Linked DNA regions of Macaca mulatta: region 1 is linked to region 2. A link is a contact called in public Hi-C data. All regions are on one chromosome and are shown on one strand. Each heading gives the region's core, a stretch centred on a gene start, on an enhancer-like site or on the middle of the called end of the contact. The rest is flanking DNA. Distances are from core to core; before and after follow the strand shown. Region 1 holds the start of SLC35B4 (solute carrier family 35 member B4). Region 2 holds the start of LRGUK (leucine rich repeats and guanylate kinase domain containing).

The links. A called contact is a pair of places that touch in the nucleus more often than the background predicts.
Region 1: a contact with region 2 is called in a Hi-C map of fetal cortex germinal zone, with 1.7 times the contacts expected there. The contact joins the promoter of SLC35B4 here to the promoter of LRGUK in region 2. A contact is called at or near these places in 3 of 14 Hi-C or Micro-C datasets (cortical neurons, fetal cortex germinal zone and fetal cortical plate).

What each region holds. Positions count from the first base shown.
Region 1 is chr3:174,005,517-174,012,575 of T2T-MMU8v2.0, reverse strand. SLC35B4 (solute carrier family 35 member B4) reads left to right here and starts at 4,507. Exons shown (of 10, transcript NM_001257677.1): 1 at 4,507-4,669. The coding sequence starts at 4,593.
Region 2 is chr3:173,824,923-173,832,227 of T2T-MMU8v2.0, reverse strand. It overlaps LRGUK (leucine rich repeats and guanylate kinase domain containing), which reads right to left and starts at 5,120. Exons shown (of 20, transcript XM_001100217.5): 1 at 4,811-5,120. The coding sequence starts at 5,110.

The DNA of each region.
Region 1 (7,059 bases), core at 3,258-5,757, 180 kb before region 2:
AACAGGAGTTGGCTAAAGAGAAAAGGATAGTCCAAGCAGACAGAACAGCATATGCACAGGTAGGAATTTTGAAAGTTACTGTAAACTCAGAGAAGAGAGTGAGTTTATGTGAGTGGAGCCCAGGTAGCTCTAGGGAGAATGACACAAGATAAAACCAAAGAGGTAAACTGAGGCTTGACTGTGATGTTTATATGCCTTCTACTAAGTGTGACTTTTACACAAGGAATCAAGGAACACTGTATATAGCTAGACTTCAAAGACGTTCCTCCCACACAGACACAACTGATGATTGTGTTACTTTTCTCCCACAGTGAATCAAGCTTGGTCCTACAGAATCAATAGGGTGTGGCACAAGTGGCACTGTGTGACTTCAGAGGCCACCACGGCTTCCGCCTTAATATCTTGGAATGTTTGTTCTAGGTGAAATAAGTTACCATTTAAGAATTCCAACTATCTTGAATCCACCATGTTGTGAGCAAGCATGGCCTAAGAGACACCATGTTAAGAGACTTGCTCCTGCCATCTCGGGGATCAACCTTTTTGAGCCTTCAGTGAACTCCAGCCCCAGCCCACATCTGACTGCAACTGCATGAGAATCCAAACAGAGGACAGAGTAGCTGTGTGCTGGGCATGGTCAACACACAGAACCTGAGTGAGAAATACAGTGTTTGGGTTTTTCTCTTTGTTTGTTTTGCTTTGAATCACTACAGTTTGGGGTGGTTTGTTATGTTGTACTACACAATTGGAATAGCAATGAGACATGAAGATTTGGGGTTTTTGGAATCAGCCTGGAGGCAGCAGGAAGGATGGGTTAAAGAACACAGAGGCTGAAGGTATCAAGATGTTAGGAGGCCTTTACAGGAGGAGAAGTGGATGTCAATGGGAATGGAAAAGAAAGGCTGGAATCTAGAGATACTTGTGAGGTGGAACCGACGGGATATAAAGAGCAAATACATGTGCAGTGGAAAAAAGAGGAAGATGTAAATCTTTCAGGTTTTTCCCAAAGAGAAGAAGTAGAGTACAGTGTTCTTAATAGAAATAAAGGCCTATTAGGGAGGGTAGGTAATGAAATGTGTATGCCCTGATGGTGAGGGGTTTACAGGGAAATATTAGTGAACATTCCAAAGGTGCTGGAAATTTTGGTTGAGGACACAGGGAAATGGGGGCTGTACATAGACATACACATAGGATCACTGTTCCGTATGGTAATGGTGGAAGTTCCACAGGTGAAATTGCCAAGAGAACATGTGCAGGGCAATAAGAGGAGGGAATAAATGATGGAACTCTGAAAGGCGAACCCAGCGGTCAGAGGAGGAGAGCCCATTAAGGAAACTGGCAAGGGTAAGTCAGAGAAGTCAGAAGAGAAACAGGAGACTCATGTCTTATAAACGGAGGGACAAGAGAATGTCCAGAAATAATGGGTTTTCATTGTAAAAAGTAAGGTGAGACTGTGATATATGGTGTTGACAATTAAAAAGTCATCACGGCTCTAAACAGGACTACTTTTAATATCCTGACATTGATCAGAGTACTTTAAGAAGCTGATTGGAGGTTTAACAAGACTACAAATATAGATTACTCTTTAAAGACAGTTGATGGTAAAATGAGGGAGGAAGAAAGATAAGTTAGTTTCTTTGAGCATGATTTTGGTCTGAGGACGGGTTTGCTAGCAAAAGCTCTCTAAGCGAATCAGAGGGGAGGATAGAGAGGTCTTCAGAGTTAACGATTTTACAGGCTTCTGCTCTCCAACTGCGGTCAACAGGTCAGTAGCATCAGCATCACCCGGGAGCTTCTTAGAAATGCAGAATCTCAGGCCACACTGCAGGCCTAGTGAGTCAGAATCTGCATTTTAATAAGATTCCCAGGTGATTAACATGCACATTAAATTACTCACTGCAGTAGGTCAAGACAGAAATGTGAAGGAAGGAAGGAAGATACAGAACTTGTGTAGATACTACAGTACTCAGGCCATTTTTTCTTGTTCAATCACTTAGGCATGCTTTGGTTTTTATCTGAGATGTAATGAGAAATGTTTAGAACATCCTTTAAGGGCTTCGAAATTCTTGGCATATATGGAAAATGAAGGTCTGTGTGAAGAGAAATCTCCTCTAATGAAATCCAGATGAAAATCCAGATCAGCCTTCCTCTTGGTAGGATTATCTATAGTGAAGGTGGAGATAGTATCATTGCTTCAGCCTCACTCCCAGATAGTCTGCTTTATTTGGTCTGAAGTAGAACTGGCACTACTATATACCTGTATATATACCAGTTATATATATGTGTGTGTGTGTGTATATATATGTATATATGAATATAACCGGTATATACACGTGTGTGTGTATATATATAATTGGTGTGTGTATATATATGTGTTTGTGTGTATGTGTGTGTGTGTGTATACATATATACACACACATATATCTTGTGTGACTCTATTATGCTGCCAGGATTGAGAACCACTGAGAATTCAAGTAAAGCAGTGGCTCTCAACCACATCTGTACATTGGAATCACTTGGAGAGCTTTAAAGATGACTGATAGCCAAGTCCCACCCCCAGCGATTCTGATTCAATTAGACTGAGGTGCAGTCTTAAAGATGATCCATTGCTATTATCCTTAATCTTAGCTCTTTAAGGTACTCCCTTCCTTTACCTCAGTGGTTCTCAAACTTAGCTGGCCCCGCTCCGCTCGGGCCACAGTCAAATCACCTGGGGGCTCTGAAAACTGCCAATGTCCAGGCACTTCTACCAGCAAAAATGCCTGTATCAGCCATCAGATCTTAATGGTGAAAAGAAGGCACACTTCCTTCTTCTTACAGGGGTATTCTCATAGCACTCAATCTGAGCCATTCGACTTGACTCTTATTTACTCAATCAACAAGTGTTTGTTAAGCACATATTATGTACATAAGCTAGTGACCCACTGCTCTTTATTTGTAAAATAGGTATGCACACTTCATCTACCCAGCAAGACTAGTTTTTGATGGAAACATGTTTACACTTCCTTTCTGCTTCCCAGTGTCTACTATAAAAGGTTAGCATTACTGCTTAGTGTTTTACCACACCAAATATTTCCATTGAATAGAATCCAACAGCAATAGCAAAGTACACGGTACAAAGCTAGGTAGAATTTTGGAATGTTATATTGTTTTTGCTATTTCCTGTGAGACATGAACCCTCTGAAGTCTTTCTCGAGATCTGCAATATAGTTTGGAATGCTTTTTTCCCCCGTGGCTGGGAGATCACACTGGAATCATCTGAGGTACTCGTTATCAAGTGCAGATTACTGGGTCTCACTTTAGACCTACCAAGTCAAAATCCTTGTGTATGGGCTCTAGAAACCTGTATTTTTAACAAGCACTCCACGTTTTAATTCTAATGCATTCTAGAATTTGAGAACTGCTGCCTTAAAAAGGTGAGTAGGAAGAACTAACATGAATAGAATGCCTACTACCTGTGAAATTCAGTATTTAATGAGCACCCGTCTTGAGTCTGAACAGTGCTGGCACATTACAACAATGAATGAAAGAAAGTCCTGGGGTACATGTTCTGGGGGCACTGTGTCTCGGGTGAAAAAAATTAAAATTAAAAAAAAAAGGAAGGAAGGAAGGGAAGGGAAGGGAAGGAAGGAAGGAAGGAAGGAAGGAAGGAAGGAAGGAAGGAAGGAAGGAAGCAAGCTAGGAAGGAAGGTTGGTTCTTAGAGAGAGAAAGCGAAGAAAAGAAAGAGTCCTCACCATAGAGTTGCTAATAGAGTTGCTAACAGAGTCAATTAGTGCCCTGGGTGCCTCATTAAGAATGATAATATAAAAGCAATACACTTAGTATGTTAGGCTTTTCAGAGATCATATATTTTAATTCTCACAACCTCCAGGTGAGATAGGCATTCTCGATCCTCTCTTTACCAAAGGTGAGACTGAGGCTCAGAGAAGTAGCCTGAGACAGCAGCGCTGATGAGCCAAGATTCAACCTCAGACCCTCTGAGTCCCACTATTCTTTACCAGAGGTAGAGAGGTAAGTTCAGATGAATTTCTACTTCCACTTAGTTCAAGAAGCAGAGTTGTTTCAGATGCTAGAAGGTATCTATAACAAGCAGTCACATCTCTGTAGTTCTAGTGCCGCCGCTGCCAGCAAGTTTGTTGTGACCCTGGCGGCCGAGTTACTTTCTGCGCTCTGGGCGTTCTCGCAATAAACAGTCACCTTTGGGACTTCATTTCCCAGCAAGCCCCGCGGCCGCCTACCGCGCGAGGGATGCCGGGCACCTCGTCCCCCGTCTTCTCTGGCTGAGCTGCCTGGCGGAAGCGGGAATGGCGCAGCCTGACGTAAAGGTGCACGGCATCCTGGGACATGTAGTCTGGCTGGGGCTCGGACGCCCCCTCGGATGAATGGGACCGAGGCTGACTGCGAACTACAGATCCTTGGTGGCAGCGTCGGTGTTGACCGCGGGGGAAGGGGAGACCCGGCGCTCCCGGTGAGAGCGGCTCTCCAGGACCGTGCGATGTGCTGCGCTGCGGCGAGGCAGGAGGCCGGCTTCCTGGGGTAGCGGTATAAGCGGGCGCTTACTCTGTGCGCTCGCTCCCCGAACCCTGCACCGGCCATGCGCCCGGCCTTGGCGGTGGGCCTGGTGTTCGCAGGCTGCTGCAGTAACGTGATCTTCCTAGAGCTCCTGGCCCGGTGAGTGACCCGCTCGGGCCGCACCCGGTCTCCCGGGGCGGGGCGGAGGAAGCCGGAGGAGAGGTCCCCCCGGGACGCGCCCACGCCCTGGCCCCACCCCGCCGCCCACGGAGCCCGGGGCAGGACGGCCTGAGCCCCCCAACAATCCGTCCTGTCTGGGCAGCCTGGGACCCCGCTGAGTGCGCTGCTTCCCAAAACTGCGCACCGGCCGCAGTCCCGCCTAACAGTTTCAAAGCATTCCTGCGGGGGGAACACTCAAGGTGTTGCTGTTGTCACCCCTTTTCCACATTCGGGGGGGATTGATTGAAGCCTGAAGAGTTTTTCACATAACCGGTCCAAGGTCGGCGGAGAGCTAGTGTCAAAACCAAGGTTCCTTCACCAAACCACTCTCTCTCTTCCTTCCCATCCAACTCCAGCTCTTTTTTCGATCCTGTTAAATGGCACAGGCTGGACTTGAGCAGAGGTTTTTGACGTACAGAGTCTTTGTACATGCTGCAAAGAAAGTTTTACTTTTATTACGGCATCCTGCAAAGCATTTGCTTTATTGGCCTTGGAGATGGTTATGAGTGCATACATAAATGATGCGGTAGAACAGATTTTTATGTAGAAGATCAGTCCACGTGACCCGAGAGTGCTCTTTGAGGTCGCTTGCAAAAAGAAAAAAAAAAAATTATGTAGAAGATTGGTTCAAGTGACCCGAGAGGGCTCTTTGAGGTCGCTTTGAATGTGCAAAGTTCAGTGGATAGAAGCTATTACAGAAGAGACAACAGGTGGTGTGGAAAAGGCTCTAGGACTAAAAAGCTGTGTTGTGAAATTTCACTCTTGGCTCCGTCATCCACTGGCTGTGTAGCCCTTCAAGTCACTTAGCCTCTCTGGGCCTCCTTTTCCTGGCAGTAAAACAATACTTATAGTGTTTTCCAGCTCGTGTTTCTGAATCTATACATTACAAGTTGAGTATCCTTCATTTAAAATGTTTGGGAACGGGTGTTTTGTATTTCGTTTTTTTTTGATTTGGGAATATTTGCATATACATAATGAGATATTTTAGGGATGGTACCCAAATCTAAACACAAATTCGTCTGTGTTTCTTATACACATAACCTTAGCTTGAAGGTAATTGTATACAATATTTTTAATAATTTGTACATGGATTAAAGTTTGTATACACTGACCTATCAGAAAGCAAAGGTGTCAGGTGTGGAATTTTTCACTTGTAATATCATATCAGTGCTCAAAAAGTTTCAGATTTTTTAGAGCATTTCAGAGTTCAGATTTTCAGATGAGAGATACTCAGCTTGTATCTCTGTTGATCATCCGAACAATCCTGTGCAGAAGATAGGTCAAGAATTATAAACTGTTTTACTGAAGTGGAAATGGTCCAAAGAAGTTAGGTGACCTTTCACTGCTTGTAAGTGGCAGAGCCAGAAATGGGAGCCAAGATATCTAAGCTCCTAGTCCAATACCTTTTTCAACCTCCCTGCCAGTTTTGAACTTGAGCAGCCCATAGATTTTGGTTATCCAGTTCTTCATGTGGTGCCTACTAGAAGTTTATTTTATTGGATATCATTGATTAAGTCATCCCGAAGCAACCAGTTTATTTAAGGTAAAGTCTGTATGGGGTTAAGTTTTGCTGTTATGGAGCTTGAAATTTTGTTATACAGAAAGTGTTGATAAAGGTCTCTTATTTGACTTAGGTTGAGGGTCTTTTATTTGACTTGGGTGAGGGTGGTGAGGGATATAAAAATGACAAAAAAAAATTGTATCCAACTGTAAGTCTGATACACTTTTAAAGGAAGGCCACTTTGGTAGCAGTTGATGTGAAAATATAAAAAAGTCGGCCAGGCACAGTGGCTCACACCTGTAATCCTAGCACTTTGGGAGGCCAAAGTGGGTGGATCACGAGGTCAGGGGTTCAAGACCAGCCTGGACAACATGGTGAGACCCCGTGTCTACTAAAAATATAAAAATTAGCTGGGCATGGTGGCGGACACCTGTAATCCCAGCTACTCAGGAGGCTGAGGCAGGAGAATCCTTAGAACCTGGGAGGCAGAGGTTGCAGTGAGCCGAGAAAGCACCATTGCACTCCAGCCTGGGCAACAATGCGAGACTACGTCTCAAAAAATAAAAAAAGAAAATATCAAGAAGTGATTTCATCAGGCCAGCCATGGAAATGAAAGTCAGGGAATAATGGTAATATTTGTGTTGAATATGCCATTAAATTAAATCTTGCCAAAGGCTATATGACATGAGAATATGCAAGCAACTAAATCCCCTCTTTACTACTTTGTGAGCCCCTGACTGAATTACTTGATCTCCCTGAGTCTGACCCAACTGTAAAAGGAGGTAATGGTGATGATGGTTCTTCCAGCTTCACAGAGTTTTGAAGGATG
Region 2 (7,305 bases), core at 3,871-6,370:
TGAAGCTATCCTCCTGCCTCTGGCTCACAAAGTGTCAGGATTTCATGCATGAGCCACTGCACCCGGTCATCATGTTCTTGAGACTCTTGGCTTCCCTATCATATAGGTCTTCTTTCTCCTCCTACTTCTACCAGTCCTTCCCAGTTTTCTTCCCTGCTTCATCTGCCTACCGCTTAAATACCCTCAGTATCTGTACCTTTATGGTTCTATTTGTGGTCTTTTCCCTCCTATTCCTTCCGGGATGAATTCCCAGAATCTAGTGGTGATAATTCCCATGCCTCCTACTCTGAGATCCCTGCCCTGATTCCCAGTCATATGGTTCATATATCCAACTCCTTAACAAATAGCTCCATCTGTCCCTGATTCCTATGATAGACAACAGCCTTAATATTACCCCAGACCATGCCATAGGCCTAACAGTCATCCTAGACTTCTAATATTTAGTTTGTAACTGAACCATCTTAAATACTTTGAATATGTTTTATCTTTAGTTTCCATTCCCACTGCCACTGCCTTAATCCAAGCTCTTCTCACTCCCCCCTGGATTTTGCTAGAATCTTCTCACTGATCTCCTTGCCTCCAGTATTACCATCCTCCAATCTAATACCACCTGGCCAACAGAGCAGTTCCCCACTGTGTAGAGACCCAAGTCCATGTTCCTACGGTATCACAGTGCCCTCCACAATCTCACCCCTACCTAGGAGGCTGCTTCTGTTCTCACCTGTAACTCATCACTAGGAAAAGCTGCCACCTGCCTGCCCACACACCACCTCTCCACCCAGGCAAGAGTCTCCTTCCCCTGAAGTCTTCAATGTCCCTGCAATCCAGGTGTCAGCTGTACTCATCTCTGTATGACATACTACAGGTATGCTGAATTGCTATTATTTACTCATATTCTTATGTCGCTTTGAGAGCAGGGACCATGTATGTCTTCAATCATGTTCTCATCTTTTTCTACCATTACTGTTATTATTTATTGCAGCCATAATTTTTTGAGAGTCTATTCTGTATGAGACACTATAGTAAGAACTTTAAATATAGAGTTTCTTATTAAATTTGATGTTCATAACTATCCCAGGAGTAGGTATTATTACACATATTAAGGGACTGAAAAGAAGTGTTTTTCATGCATCAATTTTTGGGCCTAGAAACTTCTGCTCTGTACAGTCAAAGAGTGCTTTCTGCATAGCAATCATTCAGTAAATGCTTGTTCAATGAAGGCTAAATAAATCAAATCACTTAATGGGTTGTAGTTAGCAGATAAAAACATGTAAGTTACTATTTGTATTATTAACTGCATCAAAATATATTATGATAAGCGTTTAACATATAGGATCTCATTTAATTCTCACAATTGTTTAAGTATTATTATAATTCCCACATTAACAATGAGAGAGGTTAAGTAACTTGCTCAAGATCTCGCAACTAACAAAAGGCTGAATCAAGCCTCAAACACAAATCTTTGATTCCAACAGCAGTGTTTTGAACAGGTGGTCCATACTGCCTCCCTTACTTCATAAGGGTTTCTGAGGTTTAAGGCATGTTGTATTAAAGGCACTCAATAATCATTGTGACCATCATAGCATTGCAAAGGTGCTAAGCTGGGAATAAGCTGGGAATAACAGGCTAACATGGGAATAATAAATCACTGAACATGAATTTCCAAATGTTTCTTTTTAAAACTTTGTTTCAGTTTATTTAGCATATTAATATGTATGCAATACTACAAAAAGCCAAAATAGAATAAAAACACAAAATTAATATTTAGAATATAAATGGAAGAAATAATGAACCTGTTCCACATGTGTCTTATAAGCCAAAAACGAATAGCTAGTTCATGTCAACCCCTTCTATGGTTTGTTAATGGCATACTGAAGACAGATTAACAATAGTGCTAATGAACCCCACAGCCAGCCGAAGAGCTATGTGTTAATTAGAATAACAAAATATACTGGTGGTTCATTTGTGAATTCCTCTGGGGGGAAGCTGGTGGAAACCATACAAACATCTCAAAGTTGCAAAAACACCACTAGAGTTTTGCAATAGTCACTGTTAAAGATAGAAAGTAAATCAACAAAAGACAAAAGAAGTAATAATGAACAGAATAATTAATAGCTTTTTATGGTCAACTTTAAGCATAACTAATGGGAACTAGCTCACGTAGAAGGAAGTAAAAAAAGGGGAAAGACAAAATGGAGGATGAGAATGGGAAAAAAAGAAAAAAACAGGCAAAATGTTGAAAGTGAACAGAAGGACATTACAAAGGAAGGGGAACCCAAGTGGTTAATAGAAGAATCAGAGTAACAGAAGACACTGCAGGTTAGAAAGGGGAGAATAAGGAGAAATAGGACAAATGAGGAAAGGAGTTTGTGAAAGGGAACAGGCATAACACAGAAATATGTTTGGCCTCAAAGAGAAAAGGTGACTATGAATAGATGCAAAGATGCAAAGAGGGGAAACCAGAAGAATATCACAGAATGAGAGCACTGAAAATATCCTAGGCTGGGCACAGTGGCTCATGCCTGTAACACTAACACTTAGGGAGGCTGAGGTGGCCAGATTGCTTGAGCCCAGGAGATTATGACCAGCCTGGACAATATGGCGAGACCCCCATCTCTACAAAAAATACAATAATTAGCCAGGCGCTCTGATGTACACCTGTAGTCCCTGCTACTCAGGAGGCTGAGGCAGGAGGATTACTTGAGCCTAGGAGGTTGAGACAGCAGTGAGTCATGACTGCACCACTGTATTCCAGTCTGGGTGACAGAGTAAGACCCTGTGAAAGAAAGAGAAGAGGAGAGAAGAGGAGAGGAAAGGAGAGGATGGGAGGGGAGGGGAAGGGGGGAGGGAAGAGAGGGAAGGAGAGGGGAGGGGGAAGAAAGGCAGGAAGGAGAGAGTGGAGGGGAGGGAGGGAGGAAGGGAGGGAGGGAAGAAAGAATGAAGGAAAGAAAGAGAAAGAAAGAAAAAAGAAAGAGAAGGAAGGAAAAGAAAGAGAGAAAGAGAGAGGAAGGAAGGAAGGAAAAGAGGGAGGGGGGAAGACAGGAAGGAAGGAAGGGAGGAAGGAAGGAAAAAAGAAAGAAAGAAAGAGAGGGAGGGAAGGGAAGGAAGGAAGGAAAAGAAAGAGGGAGAGAGGGGAAGGCAGGAAGGAAGGGAGAGAAGGTAGGAAAAAAGAAAGAAAGAAAGAGAGAGAGGGAGGGAGGAAGGACAAAAGGAAGGAAGGAAGGAAGGAAGGAAGGAAGGAGAAGAGGGAAGGAGGGGAAAGCAGGAAGGCAAGAAGGGAGAAAGGGAGGTAGGGAAGGAGGGAGGGAGGGAGGGAGGGAGGAAGGAAGGAAGGAAGGAAAGAAGGAAGGAAGGAGAAGAAAGAAAGAAAGAGAAAGAAAGAAGAAAAGAAAATATTCTACTTCTCTACATTATATTTACTTCTGAAAAGAATTTCATGCAATTTATACTGTCAAAGAAAAGGAAAGGGGAGAGAAAACATAAAGAAAACTTTGAAATTAAGAAAAACTATTGAATCTAAGTTTCCTGGCAGCCAAGACAAAGAGAAGAACCTAACAGTGTATTGAAACGAAGCAAATTAGGCCGGGTGCGGTGGCTCATGCCTGTAATCCCAGCACTTTGGGAGGCCAAGGTGGGCGGATCGCGAGGTCAGGAGATTCAGACCATCCTGGCTAACACGGTGAAACCCCGTCTCTACTAAAAAAAAAAAAAAAAAAAAAATTAGCTGGTCGTGGTGGCACACACCTGTAGTCCCAGCTACTCAGGGGGCTGATGCAGGAGAATCGCTTGAACCCAGGAGGTGGAGCTTGCAATGGGCGGAGATCACGCCACTGCACTCCAGCCTGGTGACAGAATGAGACTCCATCTCAAAAAACAAATAAATAAAATAGAAAGGAAGCAAATTAAATTACGCTTCTGAAAGAAAGTAATTTATTGGAAGCCAAGAGAAAAAAGGGATGTGATAAGAAGTGAAAAAGGACAAGAAGACAGCAGTGGACTAAGAAAGGAAAAGGACGACAATAAGCGTAAGAAAGAAGAGGAATTGTGCGGTGGTCAGAAGAGGTATTGTAGAAAGGAGGGAATCGAATCAGCAGTTACGTGAAACGTGAAGCCGCCACCCCAGTCAATACAGGTGGGATGATGGAAACATTCCCCACATCCTAAAATACTCCCACAATGAGCTGACTGTTTGAACATTCTAGGGCTCTTTTCTGGTGTGTGTGCATGTTGCTTGTATAAGGCATATGCCCCTGACAGAAGTAATGTATTCAAATTTTAAGTCACTTAGTCTTTGAAGAAGCACTTTCAAAAGAGGATTATTATTATTATTATTATTATTATTATTATTATTATTTTCCCTGGAGAGAGGCTGACGGCACTAAAACTGAGGAAGAGTGTGGAAGTATGTCATAGCCATGGGCAACAGGTGCTGGCAATGTCAGAGATGAACTCTGCCTATTCACAAGACTGTCAAAGTATAATTTTGAAAAAGCTAAAGCCATAATTCCCAGACAATTATCTAGACACTCTTTCAAAGTGACGCTGTGTTAACTTGACTCATAAGAAATCAAATGTGTTAATGAAAAAAGAAAGGAGATATTTAGAGCTATTTCAGGCAGGGGGTGAGAAAATGGGGTAACAGACAGGGGAAGAAAAGTGGGGGAAGAGGCGTTCCTGGAGGCGAGAGAGCCTGACAAGGTGTGGGAAACTTCGGGCTGGTGGGGGTGCATCAGGGAGCTGCTGCTGAAGTAGCAGGCCCTGACGGCTGGACGAGGAAGCCAGGGAGTGAGGAGTCGGGGGGAAGACACACCTCCAAATTCAGCATTTCGGACTCTGAGGACTCCTCGGATCCCGCCTCGCCCTCGCTCTGGTCTTCGTCTCCGTCCACGTCCAGCTCCTGATCCGGGTGCATGAGCTGCTGGAGCAGGTGGGAGGAGGCTCTGTTAGACCTGCCTTTCGTCTTCTGCCCCATGGGAAAAGAAGGCCAGCAAGGCTGACGCTCTTTTTCTGAACGAAACTGTAACGATCGGGCTCCAGTTCGGGATCTGCCCAAGCCTCTCAGGAGAGAGGAAGCTCTGGTCCTCACGAGAGCCCTCTTGGGGGTCGCCATCTTGTTTAGCGGGGTTGCCTAGGAGACTGACCCCCGGCAAGGGGAACCGCGGGGGATTCTGGTGCCTGTAGTTTCCTCCGCGCGAGCTCGCCTTCTGCAGGCGGGGCATTGGGAGCTCCACTTGACTTTTCTTTTTCTCAGCCTCTTCTGTTATTTTTCTCTCTTTGGTCCGTTCTGTTCGCTTCTCTTTCTTGTTTTCACCTCTTTTCGCTATACCCCCTTTCTTTGTCTCCCGCCGTTTCCTCCCTACCCTGAGACCCCTCTTAGAGTTTTGTCATCCCACGTTAGGATCGCAGGTGCGCCACGTTCCCGCTTCATTCTCAAAGGGCCGCAGAGTCGTACTTTGGAAGTGTCTAATGTGTCTAAAGCTGACTGTAGGAAAGCTAGTACCGTTGAAATTTATGCAGAGCGCGATGCTAGGAGATGAGGGTGCATACAAGTGAAATAGAAGGCATGGTTCCTGTCCTTATGATTTAATTGCAGATAATAAAGAGAAACTACCGGACGACGCCTGAGAGCTGATTTCCAATTAATTTACATTCCCCACCCCCACCCCCCAATGATAAGCCTTGTCCTTGGGGAGAAAAACTGGCAGTGGTCTAACAATCCAAACAGAGAGAGAAAAAACTGCTGTCAAATTGACACTGTATCTGAAAGCGTCTGAAAAGCTATTAGCATCCCATAAATAATTATATTAGTCAAGTGACCTGCATTGGCAATTATTTTAATATTGTTGCATAGGCTTTCTTTGCAGTTAAAAAATTACTCTTGCAAGATAACAAAGCGTGATTTTATGCTAGTGTGATTTTATGTGACCCGAATCCCATAGCCTTAAGCTCCACAAAGTCGACACTCTATAGAAAAGCAGAATGAAAATTATAGTAACTATTATTGCCATAGTGATGACAATAGAGATCCTTGCAGGGAAGTAACCCTCATCCTCCTGGCCTTACAGGGCCTTTTCTGCACGCTTCAGTGACAGCAGTTGCAAATACAAAATGATCCTGTCAATGGCTGTCAGGGGAGAAGGAGAAAAAATCCTTATGGACACCATCCATTGACTATTATCTTTCTCAGTGCTTGAGGGGCCGTTAAAACTGACATAAAGCTTTCAGAATTACCTTCCTTCATTATCTTGCTAGTCATAAACGTAAAGGCCATAAGCAAAGTATCTCTTTCTGCCAGGCTCATCTTGCTTTTTGCTTATTTCTTTTTCCAATAAGTAGAGATTCCTCCAAGGGAATTTGTAGGGCTTAACCCTTGTAGGGCTTGGCTTTGGCTAAGTGACATAGGGAAGAATCAGGCAGAAAGTGTAAAAATGTAAATCTCGATCGTTTTTCTTTTTTTCAGTAACTTAATCAGCATTTCTAGCGAGTTTCACCAATGTCGGTCTACTGAGGAGAGTGTCTGAAGGCAGTCAAAGAATAATTTTCAAAAAGTTAAAAACAGCATTCTTATATAAAAAATAGAATGAAGCACATGTGAAAGATTCTATTCGACTCACTAATTAATGAAGAAATCAGGAAGATAGTAATTAGGTATTCAGTCCATGAGAAAAGACATTCTGAAATAAGTTTGCCAAGTTGTAGACAAAACTGGTTAATGTCCCACAGGGCAATCAAACTATAGCCTTCGAGGTCATATGGTCTAAGAATTCTGCCTCCTTTCATCTTCATATCCACCTTCTGTCTATCCTCATTAGACAGATGAGACCACTGAGCCTCAGAGAAGTTAAATAACTCAGAGAGGTCAAAAGCCAAGTGGTGGTACTGAAGTCCAGACCTAGAATGACCAACTCCACAGTCCACCTTCAACTACCACTTTTGCCTGTGGAAAAAAAATGTGAGTCAAGATAAAGCTATGCAATAAGAGGTCTCAGAAGAAAAAATACATCAGTCGAGGTTTTTTAAGTATTAATGAAAGAATTCATTCAAAGAAAAACCTTTTCATATATAACCATAAAATATAAAAATCAGAATGAAACTACAAGTCCATCTTATCCCAATTCTTTTTACAGAAGAAATTAATAGCCTTCAGGGGCTAATGACTTGCCCCAAACTGCCTGGCTTGTAAGCCCCAGAGCAGGAATTGGAGTCTAGACCTCTTGTTGCTCAGTTTTTGCTCATGCTAGTTCACCAAACTGCTCACTAGGCTGGACTTTTACTAATAGAATCCCTACTGTGGGATTCTGGGCA